3 separate regions of the Mus musculus genome follow, and all the other regions are linked to region 1. The links are chromatin contacts, called in public Hi-C and promoter capture Hi-C maps. All regions are on one chromosome and are shown on one strand. Each heading gives the region's core, a stretch centred on a gene start, on an enhancer-like site or on the middle of the called end of the contact. The rest is flanking DNA. Distances are from core to core; before and after follow the strand shown.

Region 1 (5,039 bases), core at 2,517-5,016:
TGCTAAGACAGAGTCAGAAAATCTCCCCAGCAACCACAGCCGGGCCAATCCTGAGTTGCTACACCTGCACCAGACTCTTTCCTTGTACCCCTCCCATACCCATTTCTTGAGAATAGACATTGTTTAGATCTGGAAATCCCCTACTCCCCCCTTCTCCTTTCCCCCCTGAGGGCTTATAAAAACTGGGACCCCTTCCCCTCGAGGTCGACTCCTCTACCCCTGCGTGGGATATGAGTCGTCCCCAAAGCTCTGGCTTTCCCCAAATAAAGCCTCATGTGGTTTGCATCAAGCTTGGTCTCTTGTGAGTTCTTGGGGGTCCGCTATTATCCCGAGGCCTGAGCGAGGGGCTCCTCTCGGGGTCTTTCAAACACAGTAAAGCATATATAGTCCCTCTCATATTTCTTGTAATTGCACGTGAGTCTACAATTACTACAAAACAAAATCCTTAATTAAAAAAAAAAAGTTGCATGAACATTTACTTCCTAAAATGCTAGCATTAAAAAAGTCCCACCTACCTTCTCAGTAAGGAACTGCTAATGAATTTTGCATTGCCCTAAGAATTCTTGAACATAACTGTGTGTATGCACATGTGTGTACATAGGGGCACATTCCCCTGGCTCCACCTCTCTGAAGACCTCTGAATAACACAGCAGCCTTTTAAAATATCATGAGTAGGTTCAGGGATTTGGTAAAATGAAGCAGATTACCCAAACATTTTTATTTTAGATTTACTTTTATTTTTAATTATACACATACACACACACACACACACACACACACACACACACACGGTCTGCAGAGTCCAGAGGTGTCTGACCCACAAGCAGTGTCAAGTCACCAACATGGGTACTGGGAATTGAACTAGGTTTCTCTGCAAGAACACCACTTCCTCTTAACCACTGAGCCATATTCCTAGCCTCACCTGAAAGACTTACAGGTCAGTGAATTGTAAGGGCTTTAAAGCTAGTGGAAGTTTAATTGTAGGAAAACAGACTGGAGCTCTGCCACTAAGAATAAACGTGTCAGGAATGAACTGGACTTGGTAGTTCACATTTACAACCCCAGCACTTGGGAAGCTGTAGCAGGAAGAATGTGACAACAGTTCGGGCCAGCCTGGGCTACAGAGTGAGACCCTATTGGGAAGTGGGATGAAAATCGCTAGCTAGTGTCTTTATGCAATTCTACTACCCAGCTTAGGGAAGAAGTCCTGACAGCTGTGTACAAAACGGTTTAGGATAGAGGGAGAAAATGTTTAGAATCAAGGAGTTAATGACAACAATCACAAGGAGAAGCCATCTTGGCTTGACCTTGGGCTGTGAAACTGAGTGGGGAAGGTAAAACAAAGACCAACTAACTACCTATACTGGTCAGCATGAATGGCGTCACCTAAGGAAGAAGAGGCTATAGCACCAAGCTTTCAAGTCTTGATGACCCAGAACAAGGGTCAGAGGTGAGCTGGTACATTGAAGATAGGGCAATGCCTTCACATTGGAACCCAGGCTTCACACAGAAACTTAAGACACACGGGAACTGTAGCTGAAGCTACAGAGAAACCAATGCAGAGCAGGTTTACGTAACAAAGGAAGAGCAGGTGCAGAGAACAGATACTGAACAGATCCTCTGGGACACTGGGAACTTTGGAGAAGAACCTAGGAAAAGACTTCCGAAGGGTTCCAAGGATGGAACACAGGGCCCCCAATGGAGGAGCTAGAGAAATTACCCAAGGAGCTAAAGAGATCTGCAACCCTATAGGTGGAACAACATTATGAACTAACCAGTACCCTGGAGCTCTTGTCTTTAGCTGCATATGTATCAAAAGATGACCTAAGCGGCCATCACTGGAAAAAGAGGCCCGTTGGACTTGCAAACTTTATATGCCCCAGTAGAGGGGAATGCCAGGGCCAAAAAGGGGGAGTGGGTGGGTATGGGGGACTTTTGGGATAGCATTGGAAATGTAAATGAGCTAAATACCTAGTAAAAAATTAAAAAAAAAAAAAGAAGAAGGGTTCCAAGGTACATCCAGAAGATGTGCTGACAAGCAATATGAAAGGCCATAAAGGTCACTGGAGACCAAGCCAGACAAGTGGAGCCATCAGACTCAGCAGTCAGTGCTTTTCAAACACGAACTAAGCAATTCAAACCTTCCATAGACATTCCAAAGACAGAAAGCAGAGAAACTATTTGCCAGGATTCTCTAGAGTAACAGAAATTATAGAATGGATTTCTCCATATAGAGAGAGGGGGGATTTATTAGAGTACTCCCGCAAGTCCAACAATGGCCGTCTACTGATGTCAAGTCCAAGAATCTAGTTGCTCATCCACAAAGCTGGAAGTCTCGGCTGTTCTTCAGCATACACTGGAATCCAGCATACAAACAGGCTCTAATGCCAGTGAAGGAATATGGACTTTCAAGTATGGGTGAGAGCAAGCAGGCAAAGAGGGGGCTTCCTTATTCCATAGCCTTTGTAAAGGCTGCCAGCAGAAGGTGTGGCCTTAGATTAAAGGTGGATCTTCCCACCTCAAAGATACAGATTAGAAATGCTCTCCCCACTTCAAATGATTTAATTCAGCAAAAATCTCTCACAGTTGTGTCTAGCCATTTTTGGTTGTCAAGTTGACAACCAAGAATAGCCTCAAACAGATACAGATAAAGGAAAGACCATGGATTCCAATTCAAATGAAGTATCTAAACCAGGTAAACTGAGAGACTGAAGAAGAGCAGGAGTCCCTGCCCTATGTTATAATGTCTGTCCTGAGTGATTGATTTTGGAAATATATGGCACTGCCTGTTAAGACAACACTGTGAATGTACCCGATGCCATTCAACTATACTAGTAAAATAATCAATAAACTTCATGTTAATTATACTTCACAAGAAAAATAGTAATATAAAATTGTTAAGAAACCTGGCAAGAAACAGCACAGAAATGTTAGAGATTTGATTCCAGGGCCATCAAATGAAAACTATAGACTACGGTATGGTGACATTTCAGTTGCAGAGCTCCGTGGCAGGCACATGCTGAGGGTAAGAAAGGCTTACTTCCTGTTTTTCTTAAAGCATTATTTCAAATAAAAGAAGAAATAAGTTTGAAGTAACTGTTTTGTTGGGCCCACGGACTAGAAAGCGTCTCCAGGGTCTCATTTTTTGTTTGAAGATAAGCAACCAACCAACATGATGGCTCTCAAAGTAAAAGGACAAGATCTGACAGACAGGTGGCGGGTCTTCCTATATTTATATTTAAAGCACTAGTTTGGGGTGTACGAAAACCATAAAAGGTAATTTTTTTAACAAGCATACTGCAAAGAAACATGCATCCTTTCTGTCTTCCAGCCTCCTGTACCGACGCGGTCTAAATCCTGACCGTAATAACAGCAATAAAGATAAAATCGGTATTTTTTTCTAGTAAATCACAACACTGGCTGGAGGTTACGGCCACCGAGAGAACGGCCATGCGCAGTACCCATCACTGCTGTTGAATCCGGAAGCAGCTCTGGCCTCCCAGGCCACCAAGCCTGCTCCAGCAGCCGCGTCCCTTCAGGCCGCAGCCCACGCTCAGGCGCCGACGTAGGCCGCGCGGGGTCAAGCGCCGCGGGCCGGCTACTCACCGCGACACCCGCAGGCCGGGATAGCGGCGCTCCAGGGCACGGGCTGCGGCATCTCCGCTCCCGCCACAGCCCGGGCCGAGCCGCACGAGCCGCGGCGCGCGACGCGGCCCACGACACGCAGCCTTGCGGAGCCCTCGCGTCACGGCACGCGTCACCGCACGCACGCCCTCGCCTCCGAGGATGACGTCACCGCCCGCGGCCTGGCGTCACGAGGCCCGGGCTCCTCCCCGCCCAGTGTGGAGCTGAGCTCTGTCCCATAGGGCCTTAGTGAAGTTCACTCCAGAGAGAAGCTTAGATGAGGGGACGACTTTTTCTTGGAGAGAATGTGAGGAAATTTAGCAGATCAAACAGAATGGTAAGGTTTTGGTAGTTGGTCCATTAATGCTGCTTTACATTGACGGGTATCTATATTAATCCTGTTATCTCACCATGCTATTCAGCCAAGACTTTTTTTTTTTAAATCCGTGATGTCTGGTAGAGCAATGGGACATATGTAAGGAGAAAATTCTGCGTCCCTTATTTTTAAGAAAGCAGCATCTCCTGAACCAATAAATTGTTCTAGCTAGCATTAACCCAGGATACTTCCCTCCTGCATTAACTGGCTGTGGTGACCGACTTTGACTTGAAATGCCCCACTGGGGCTTATGTGGAGCTTGGTGCCTGCTGGTGGTGCAATTGCCAAAGATTGTAGAAACTTTTTGGAGGTGGGGGTCAATCTAGAGGGAGAAGGATCAGGGATGTCCGAGGGTCTTACCTGGTCCAATTGTCCAAGTCTCCTTCTGGCTTCCTGCCCATCATGAAGTAAATAACCTACCCCATATACTGCTGTCATCCTGATGTTCTGCTCAAATGCGATGGCCAAGCAACCATGCAATAAACCCTCAGTAACCATGAACCAAAATAACTCTTTTCCCTTTAAGTTGTCAACACAGTGGCACAAAATTAACTCATATGTGGCCCTGCCAAATACTTACTAGTATTGTGAGGCTGTAGGATGCTCTGTGAGGTTACCTAGGTCTATCCTTAAGGCTGAAATCCTGATGGCCCTTATCTGTGTCCTTCCATGGCCATTGCCCTCAGTCAAACAGTTGCTGCTCAATGCCAAAGAAAGCATTTTTCATAGTTCCCATTCTTGTCCACACAGCATCTTAACGGGAACTCATGGTTGTTTAAGGGATGACTCTCTCACGAGAGGGCAATAGAACAGAAGCATTGTCATGCCATAACCATGTGTCTGCTATTGTTCCTGTATGTGTGACAACGTTCCTGACAGAAACTACTTAAGGGTTTATTTTGGCCACAGTGTGAGGTACAGCCTCTGCTGTGGTGGGTAAGCCATGGCAAGCAGAGGTCTAAGGTAGCCTGTGACACTTCACCCTCAGGAGGCCCAGAGAGGCTGGTGCTCATCTTACAACCTGGTTTGTTTTGTTTTT
Region 2 (4,836 bases), core at 54-2,553, 2.7 Mb after region 1:
CCTATGAACACTTGATCTTTGAAAAAGAAGCCAAAATTATACAGTGAAAAAGAAAGAAAGAAAGAAAGAAAGAAAGAAAGAAAGAAAGAAAGAAAGAAAGAAAGAAAGCAAGCACCTTCAATAAATGGTGCTGGTCTAACTGGCAGTCTGTATGTAGAAGAATGAAAATAGATCCATATTTATCATCTTGCACAAACCTCAAGTCCAAGTGGATCAAGGATCTCAACATAAAACCGGATACATTGAGTCTAATAGAAGAGAAAGTGGGGAAGAGCCATGAACACGCTGGCATAGGGAAAATGTCCTGAATAGAACACCAGTGGCTCAGGCTCTAAGATCAAATATTGATAAATGGGACCTCATGAAACTGAAAAGCTTCTGTAAGGCAAAGGGCTCTATCAACAGGACCAAACAGCAGCCTACAGATTGGGAAAGGATTGTCACTAACTACTTATGGTAGAGGCTGTGGAGTAAGGGGAATACTTCTTCATTGCAGGTAGTAATTCAAACTTGTACAACCACTTTGGAACCAAAGTGTGTGTGTGTGTGTGTGGTAATTAGATTTCCTCCACAGGCAGTTGTATTGTTCAATAATACATAATGGGCCTCTTTCTAATATGGGTGCCGTGTTTTCCTTGTCTTTTTGCACTGTTTATGAAATCTATGTGTAGCAGACACTGCGTACATTATCTTTTATTCTTAAAAATACTCTACTATAGTCCTTATGTTCTATATAAGGAAGTTTATAAATAAACGGTTCAAAGATTCTCCCAACATCTCAAAATTCAGAAAAAGTTGAGTCAATGTTTCCAGACCAAATTTTTTTTTCAGGACCCAAAGCCCTCTCTTTGGACACGAATTTTCTTATTCCTATACATTCTTTCATTTCAAGGCTTTTCTTCTTCCAGGTGTCCTATAAATGTGCAAGGACAACGTTAATTTTACTGATTACCCTCACTAACACTCGAATACTTCCACATCTAGTTTCAAGCTTGCAAAGACAAACAAATGATTTTATTTAGTTAGTTCCACAGAGTTCCCATTGTCCACTTTCTTGCCAGAGGAAAACCAATTTTTTTTTAAAGAATACTCGTTTCTGTCGGTACTTTTATGTGTGCGGCTTTCTGGAGGGAACTGAAGACACAGAAGGTGGGCGGTGAGGTGCCCCCAGGTCGCCCTTCAGCTTGTGTAAGGGTTTCAGGCTGGAAAGCTCAGGCCAGAGTGGGAAGCGATAACCACTTACCAGTAACCGACCACTGAGCACCGCCGCCTGGAGACTAGAGCGGCCCACGTTGTCGCGCGGCTCCCTGACGTCACTCGACCGCGCTGGCTCCGCCCCCAGCCCAGGCTTCCGGCCGGAAAGCTTGCGGTTGTTCTACGTGAACCACGCCTGAGTGGCGCAGGGCTGACCGGAGGCCAACTGCTCTGCAGTATCAGGTGGTGCCCGCCAAAATGTCTCACTTGGAGAGCATGGTCCTCTGTCGAGAGGCCCAAGTGTCCACTTTGCAGTCCCTGTTTGGAGAGGTATTGTAGTCAGACTGCTTCCCAAATGCCAGAGGCGAATGCGTCCTGGATCCGTTCCGTTTGGGGGGAGTACTGTGTGGATTGCGAGGCGGTAGGCTATCCCCCTTATGTTAAGATGGAGGTGCGGTATGACTGCCCCACACTTACCCAAAGAAACTTCTCAGTCTATTTTAAAGGAGACTGCAGAGGAAGAGCTGGCCTGCTCTACAGGACGTCGGCTAGGAAGTGCTCCTTTTACTTGGACCACACTTTGGAGATTATGTGAGCCCCAAATAGCTACTGCAAGTTGCTGCAGAACAGGGTTTGGGTAGGAAGTCTGTTTGCAGAGTGTTTACTAAACGCCAGTTCGCCCGTTGTAGTGAGGTATAGATTGGGTCAAATACAGAGAGGTGATTGGCTTCAAGGCCAATTAGGGTAACGCTGTGGTTTAGCCTTTAAAATCCTTCAGCTTTTCTAGAATTATAAAAGCCAGGAGAAGTCTCGCTTGGGTTTCTCTCCCTGCCGACCAGATGAGATGATTTAGAGGGGAGAGGTTAGCCTCTGAAGTGAACACAGGCTGAAGTAACATTCATTTCTCTCAGTTGCCTTGCATTGTGCTCATTAATTAGAATTGATTGCACTTGGATCTTATCTGGGAGATGAGCAAATACAAATAGCCATTTAGTCTTCCTTTAGAAATGTACTTTCATCCAGCAGAGTGTCGGATCCAGTGCGTCTGTGGTGGCAGATGAAATAGTCATGGAAAAGTACTTCCCTCCATCTAAAAGGCGTCATGTTAGCAATTCTAGAGGTCAGCTGCATCTGTAGTTCCTAGTTATAATGCTTTCAGTTATAGTTACCTATATTATTGAAATGTATAATTGTTTATGCTCTGTACATTCCTTCATTGGACTTGATAAACCCAGATTATTCTAACCAAAAGTACTCCTCTTTTTTTGAGGAATACTTTATTAGCAAAATAAGATAGGTAGGGCTGATTTAGCAGTGGGTCCCAGAAAAGGCTTCACCTTTGCTCTTATTTAATACTACATCTAACAAAAACAATATTTTTCTTCAAGGAAGTTTGCATGTGGGAAATACAAAGAACCACTATAGCAAATAGCTACAGAAGAAAAAAGAGCTAGCTATGCTCGTAGAAGACTAATTTATATGTTTAGCAAGTGTGTATTTTCTGAGCACTGGCTCTGTGTGTGGCACTGTGCCAGATTCAGTCTTGTGGCACATGTTGGGGAAAAGTTAAGTGACAGTGGAGTCAGAGTTCATTTCAACTCTAGGTGACAATGTGAACGTTGTTTAAAAGGGGAGCATGCTGGTTAGTTTTGCCCTCGTGGGAAGAGAGAACATAACTGAAAACAAATATGCCTCCAACAGATAGTCAGTAGGCAAGTCTGTAGGACATTTTCTTGATTAATGATTGATGTGGGAGGGCCCAGCCCACTGGGAATGGTACAACTCCAGGGAAGAAAGCAAGCTGAGTAAGTCATTAAGACACCTTCCTCCGTGGCCTCTGCTTCAGTTTCTGCTTCTAGGTTCTTGCCTGGAATTCCTGCCCCAACTTTCCTTCATGATGAACTATAACCGTCAAGCTGAAGTAAACCCTTTCCTCCACAGGACGCCTCTGAGCATGCTATTAATCACGGCAATGGAAGCTTGTATGGGCAGGGAATACTGTAGTAGGCTCCAAAGAGTAGATGTATACAAGTGTGATGGGATTCCAGATTTCATCTAGCTTTGGAAAGAAAGAAAAACAAAAAGTCATGAGCTTCCTTTTTGCTTATGAAATGATACCTGAAATTATTTTAAAAATTTATGTCTCCCCAGTAGATGTTTGAAGCCATCAGAGTCTACCCTGTTTGACACTGGTATCTGTGCTGCTCAGTCGCTTATAATTTTATAGGATAATTCCATAAGGGGACACACGTTGAGTTGAATTTAAGTTCAACTTAAAGTATTAGGCACACGCCTTTAATCCCAGCACTCGGGAGGCAGAGGCAGGCGGATATCTGAGTTCGAGGCCAGCCTGGTCTACAAAGTGAGTTCCAGGACAGCCAGGAACTACAGGGCTACACAGAGAAACCCTGTCTCAAAAAACCAAATAATAATAATAAAAAAAAGAATATGTATATACCACTGAAATAACTTGGATTTAGTGTTATCCTGTCTTTTCTTTCTTAGAGACATCATTTCAGCTTTCCGTCCATCTTTATTTATGGACACACTGCCAGTGGGAAGACCTATGTAACACAAACATTGTTGAAAACTTTAGAGGTAAGAATAACCCTAACCCTGATGTGGACCTTTATTCTTACGTCACTAGAGACGGAATGAATCGAGACAATTTATTTCACCACCCAGTGCCTTCTCTATCTGCAAACCAGGGCAAGTAGAGTCAGCTTTGGGATTGTTAGGTACTAAATGTTAACGCATGAAAAATGAATTGCAGTTCTTATTATAAACAGTTATAGAAGTATTTTAGATGCTATTTATTTATGAATATTATCATATACCTACTTATGTCCTAAGCCAGCAGTAAGCCATATCTATTTGAGAAGGTATGGCTGTGATCTGCAGCAAGTGTGTACACAGAAACAGATGTGCAGGCCACAGCTTCAGGTTGCTAACTCTGGTCTTGCCTTAGCTCCGAGGATGCATATTTAAGATGGCCTGCTGAGTTGCTCTGAAAACTTGCATTTGAAAACTTGTCTATGAAGTATCCTGGAGATAATTGTTGAATAAAAGCATGAAAATCCAGTAAGGAGTTTTATGTTTAAGGAATGTATTATATTTTTAATACTTTATTACTTTTTGCAATCACTTAATGTAAGAAGAGATTTGTTTCTGTTATAGATGCCCAAATACATGCTTAGAAAAAATACTATTATTTGAGTCAAAAATAGCACAAAAATAAGCAAGATACTTATTTTTAACAGACATTATGAGTGTTCTACATAAGGAAATGAATGTGAAAGCAAATATTGTTGGTATCTTCCTACTAAATAAATGTAACATTTATTTAATGTAAGTAATCTTCTCTAGTAAATAAAGTTCTCACTAGGAGTTTCAACATTCAAAAGTAGTTTGGTTTCTTTATAATAATATTTCGAGAGAAAAATACAAGTTTACTTTGGGTGCTAGAGGAAAACAAATGAAAAACTCAAATCACTGAAGTGAGTTTGAGTAAGGAACTATCTACAAAGGCTGAGGAAGTCTCAAGGGACTTAGAAGGGACAATATTCATCATGGCATTTATCTCCCCCAGACCTCAAGGGATCTTAGGGACACTGTTGCCAAAACTGGCAAGACTAGCTGCTT
Region 3 (4,705 bases), core at 916-3,415, 2.8 Mb before region 1:
CAATACAGGGATACAGTAAACCGACAACAGCTGTTTAAAGAAAAACAAAACAGGATTAGGATACACTGGTGAAAATCAGTCCTTGTGTGGTCATTATTAGTAGGATCCAAACCACTTATTTTCCTCGGCAGTTTGTCACCTGTAGCACAAAGTATTACCTTACATACACCTGTAAGAAAAGGCTGTGGGAAGGCCACCCCACACTGCTCTCTTTTTCTCAGCCTTGACCTGGCCCCAGTGAAGACAAGTCTCACACTGTGAGGAGGGTAGGGTCTCAAGAAGGGAGAGAGGCTGGACAGGTCTCCTCGAGTTTGTTTTCGCATGTGTGAAATGAGGATTATGTAAGTAAAGTGGAGGGCAAAGAAGGTTCTGTGGTTCTCAGAGTTAGGAACTGTCACAAACACAGATTGGACTCCAAAACATTTGGACAGCAGAAGTTGGGCACTCCAGAAGACACAAAGAGAGTAAAACCCAGGAAGGGAGGGACTGTCTGCAGTACAAGTGGGAGCAGTCTCATGGACACAGGGCACAAGACCTCAGTCAGGCTGCCGTCCCACCTTGTCCAGTGTGAACACAGGCACTCAGCCTCAGTGGTGAAAGCAGTACCAGTCCAGCCTCATATTCAGATGAGAAACTGGTTTACTGGGTTCCCTTAAACTTTCATCACAAACATGATGCTTCATGTTGAAGATAAACTTTCAAATTCAAAGAGCCTTAGGTTTCATATGTAAGGAAAAGAGAATTCAAATCTCCATCTTATTCCCCAAGGAACTTTTAAATGCTGGGGATAGTAGTTTGGTGGCAGATGATTTGCCTAGCATGAATGAGGCCACCCCCAGTCCAAAACAACCAAGAAGCACACAACTGTCATGTGGCTGACCCTCATAATGCTGCAGGTGAGCCTGAGAGCAAGCAGCCTTGGAAATCAACAGTTAAGTGTCCTGCATCCTACATTTAACCCATGACTCAGCTACAGCACAGCACCCAAGCCCAGCATATAAAGCATAGGCAGGCAGTCAATAAAAGCTGGCTTCAAAGCAGACAGGCACTGCTCCTGCTGTCCTGTGGCTGCAGATTGGAGGAAAGATGCACCTGAGCAAATACTGCCCACCTACACAGGACAGGACAAGGACAAGCAGGGCTGAGGGGGGAGAAACACTTGACAAATGGTTATCAACGCTGTACACTGTAAACTATGCAGGATCTGTTGGACTGTAATTACTCAACACTTTTGGCAAAAAGCAGCAAAATGATCAAGGAAAGAAAAAAGACTGTGGCACTGTTACAAGTTTCGTTGGGCCTAAGAGGTGACACCATAGGTGTGCTTAGGCCCAAAGGCTCCTTTTTTCCTCCTGTCCCAAGTCTACTGGGCACGGAGTTCCAGAAGGTTTGGCTGATAGCCACAATCTGCAGAAGGCAGAGAAGTCTGTCCCCTGGCAACTGCCTCTTGAGCGCACGTGATGGTTTGTTTTCAGTTATCCAGCGAGGTAGCACGTTTGCTCAGGCAGCCAATAGCTGCGTGGTGCTGCCCTCACCAGTTCTCCAGGCGGCCAATCCTGGCTTCTGGCTCAACGAGACAGCTGCGACTCCTCCACTTAAACTGCCAATTATCTCCTGACCTCATCTCCATCACTAGTCCCTCCAACTTCCGCCTGTCGCTCGCCAACGTCTGGGGTTTCCTACCCTCTCCGTTCTCCTTTTCTTGTAACAAGGGTGACTTTAACAGCTGACGTGTCCCTTCATCCCCCTCCCCCACCCCAAGAACAAGGAAAGGCACTCACCCGCTGCCGTGCCACAGCACGGGGGCACCCACCAGGCGGAGGAGAAGATGGTGGCTATCACCTCGTCGGGGAAGAGCGTGACATTCCGCTGGATCTGCAGCAGGTTGAGCACCAGGGCCAGGACCACGCCAAATGAGAAGAGCACTAGGCTCCGCTGCACCAAGTCGTGGTGCCAGCTGCCCGGCCGCGCGCTGCATCCTGTGGTTCCCGCTCGCTGGCCCCGGGGCGCGTGCTCGGGTTCGGGGACTCCGGGGCCCTGCGGACAAGCGGCCGCCGCAATCATGCCTCGCGGGAGGCTGTACGGCCTCGCAGCGCCCGCGCTTGGATAGTTCCAGACGTGGTCGTGCAGCCTGGGCATCGGCGTCCAGGCACAGCATGGAAGGTACACGCCACGACACTACACGTACCGCGCCCGGACGGCCCAGGAGCGGCCGCGGCCCCGCGCGGTTTCCGCTTATAAGGCAGGCTGCCACCGGAGCCACGTGACCTCACCCAGCCTATCCGCCGCCCGCGCGCCCTGCTGGGGGGCGTGTCTTCAAGCGGCCCCGCCCTGTCCGCGCGCCTGTCCGCTCGGGGTCTGGTGAGGCCGCCGGAGCCAATGGGAGGAGGGCGGCCCATATGACGTATGCACACGCCACCGGGGGGGTGGGGCTGGTGCCCGGCACGCGCTCGAGCGCGCGCTATTCGGGCAGGCGCCGGGGCGGGCACCGGAGCGGGCGGCCAGCGAGTCAGATGGTCCGATGCTGCCCTATTGCGCTGCCGGACCTCGGTTTCTGAGATAATGAGGTCCACGCAGGTCCGAAGGAAAGGACCCGGAGCGCAAACCCTCCTGAGTGCTTAAAAGACCTGGGATCGCTTGGGCTGGCTGCTAATGGCAAGTGCTCTGCAGGTTCACAGCTCAGACCAGGGCTCCCCTAGCCAAGACGCCACCGGCTAAAACCACAGGGTGGTGAGCAGGCCTGAAAAGGCACTGTGTGTGTGTGAGACCTTAGGTAAGGAATGTGGCTTTGTGCCAAAAGTGTAAAACAAAGTCACCCTCCTAAGCAGGCTGTTTCTCAGAGATCATGGGGGCTGTCATTTTCCCAGCGTGACACGGGTGTGGAGACCTGGCTGTCTTTCCCTCACAGCCTGTCCACTCCTCTCTTAGGCGGCTCTATGCGTTGTTTGGAAGAGCTTGAAGCAGTTTTGACTTCAAGGAATGTTGCAACTTGGGTCTTCGCCATTTTCCACACTCTGGCCAGTCCATGCATGTGAGGTTTCATGGGCATACACACACGGGGGTTGGGGACATCAGTACTGTATGGTGTATTACAGCAACATGGGAGCCTTTTTGACAGCAAGAAAGCAGGAGGGCCTGCCCAGCTTCAGCTGATAGGAAATTGTTAAAGGCAGTGAGTCTCTGCTGTGGGATGTAGCAGGTGCTGCCTCTACCACCCATCATCAGCTGCAAGTACTCTAAACAGATGTTGAGAAAGCGACACCTGTGTAAATACACACAATTTTGCCCCCAAGGAACAGACACATCGCTCATAGGAAACTTGGCCCTAAGGAACAGACATGCCAGTCACTTGCAGGAAGCTGGCTTGATGGGACAGTCCCAGACCCTGCACCCACGCCCCAGCACCAAGCATCTGTCTTGTGAGCACTGAGATGTAATTCAGTCCCTTTTTCTCAAGCCATTTTGCTTGTCTTTACAGACTCTCCCCCGGATTTTTTTCCTCTTGTTATAATTCTTACCAAGTAGGCTAAGAGGTTCTAATAATACTTTGTGTGCTTTTGTGATGCTTGCCTGGGGGCAGGGGTTGATATCTTCAGACAATTGCTCTGTTACCAACTTGGTTGTTTCTTCTGCTTACCCAAGCCAGTATTAATGCAGTCTAACCTCTGCTGCTGCTTGACCAGCTCATCTGCACCGGGACAAAGCAAGCTGTGGGCTTAAACCCTGGTGGCTGTTGTGGTATGCAGACCAAGGTGCCCTGTGGACCATGAAGGATACACCCTGTGGCCTGGTTCTCTGGGGGTCCCACGGGGGCTGCTATGGGCTCATGAGCAGTTTACCTCACTTTCAGTGAATGTAGGGTGACGGTAGAGAAGAGTTCAAACTGAGGCTCTTGGAGAGGCTGCCTGCCTATCAAAAATGATACCCAAGGCCTGCTAGGTTTTTGTTTTTGTTTGTTTGTTTTGTTTGTTTTTAATGCATACTGGAAATGGAAGATCAGGGGTCCCTTCTCTGGCCCTGAGGATGAGTGGGGTTGCTAGGGAGATGCTTTTGAGGTGGAGCTCCTTGGCCCTTCACTGTACCACTTCATGTTAATCATTACAGCTTTGCTGATTGCAGGTGCTTCCATCTACTGAGAACTTACCTGGGAGCCACCCATTGCTTTTTATCTATATCTCTGCCATTCTTCCTGGGATAATACCAATGATCATTTGTGACTTAATTCTTAAAACGGACTAGATAAGGAAGTAGATTGGCTATTTTAATGTAGTCTCACCCCTTGCTCACTGTAGACTGTTCAGAAAATAGAATCATATCTGGGGTGAGGTAATGACTTGGTCAGTAACGTGTTTGCTGATTAAGAATAAGAAACGGAGTTTGATCCCTCAGAACCCACAAGGAGCCACATATGTAGCAGTACATGTCTGTCCCAGTACTAGGGAGGCAGACAGGACCCTTGGAGCATGGTAGCTGGATCATACACCTAAAACTGAGCTCTGAGTTCGGAGAGAGACCTTGTTTCAAAAAGAGGTGGAGAGCAATTGAGGAAGACTGCTGAGATCTACCCCTGACCTCCACTTGCATGTGCACAAATGCACCTGGACACACACATGCCAGCCTTCTCCCCTCCACTGAGCACAAGCTGCGGTTAACATATCAGCGAGAGTATGCATTTCTAAGTGTGTTTCTATGCAGAAGCCTATGT

What was found. Hi-C and Micro-C count contacts between places; a contact is called where the count stands out from the background. Capture Hi-C pulls out chosen DNA fragments and counts their contacts.
Region 2: a contact with region 1 is called in a promoter capture Hi-C map of liver, with 2.7 times the contacts expected there. The contact joins the promoter of 6030443J06Rik here to the promoter of Galnt11 in region 1. A contact is called at or near these places in 2 of 39 promoter capture datasets (liver and pre-B cells) and 2 of 9 other capture datasets (adipose tissue and liver).
Region 3: a Hi-C map of B cells shows a contact between it and region 1, with 6 read pairs. The contact joins the promoter of Insig1 here to the promoter of Galnt11 in region 1. A contact is called at or near these places in 1 of 39 promoter capture datasets (liver), 1 of 484 Hi-C or Micro-C datasets (B cells) and 1 of 115 datasets of contacts at active chromatin or transcription factors (astrocytes).

The regions. Positions count from the first base shown.
Region 1 is chr5:25,221,599-25,226,637 of GRCm38.p6, reverse strand. Galnt11 (polypeptide N-acetylgalactosaminyltransferase 11) reads right to left here and starts at 3,766. Exons shown (of 12, transcript NM_144908.4): 1 at 3,607-3,766.
Region 2 is chr5:22,546,880-22,551,715 of GRCm38.p6, reverse strand. 6030443J06Rik (RIKEN cDNA 6030443J06 gene) reads right to left here and starts at 1,303. Exons shown (of 3, transcript NR_102315.1): 1 at 1,244-1,303. Orc5 (origin recognition complex, subunit 5) reads left to right here and starts at 1,378. Exons shown (of 14, transcript NM_011959.3): 1 at 1,378-1,524; 2 at 3,700-3,792. The coding sequence starts at 1,453.
Region 3 is chr5:28,068,872-28,073,576 of GRCm38.p6, reverse strand. Insig1 (insulin induced gene 1) reads right to left here and starts at 2,165. Exons shown (of 5, transcript NM_153526.5): 1 at 1,782-2,165; 2 at 1-30. The coding sequence starts at 2,139. All of the region lies in intron 1 of Gm35223 (a long non-coding RNA gene), which reads left to right.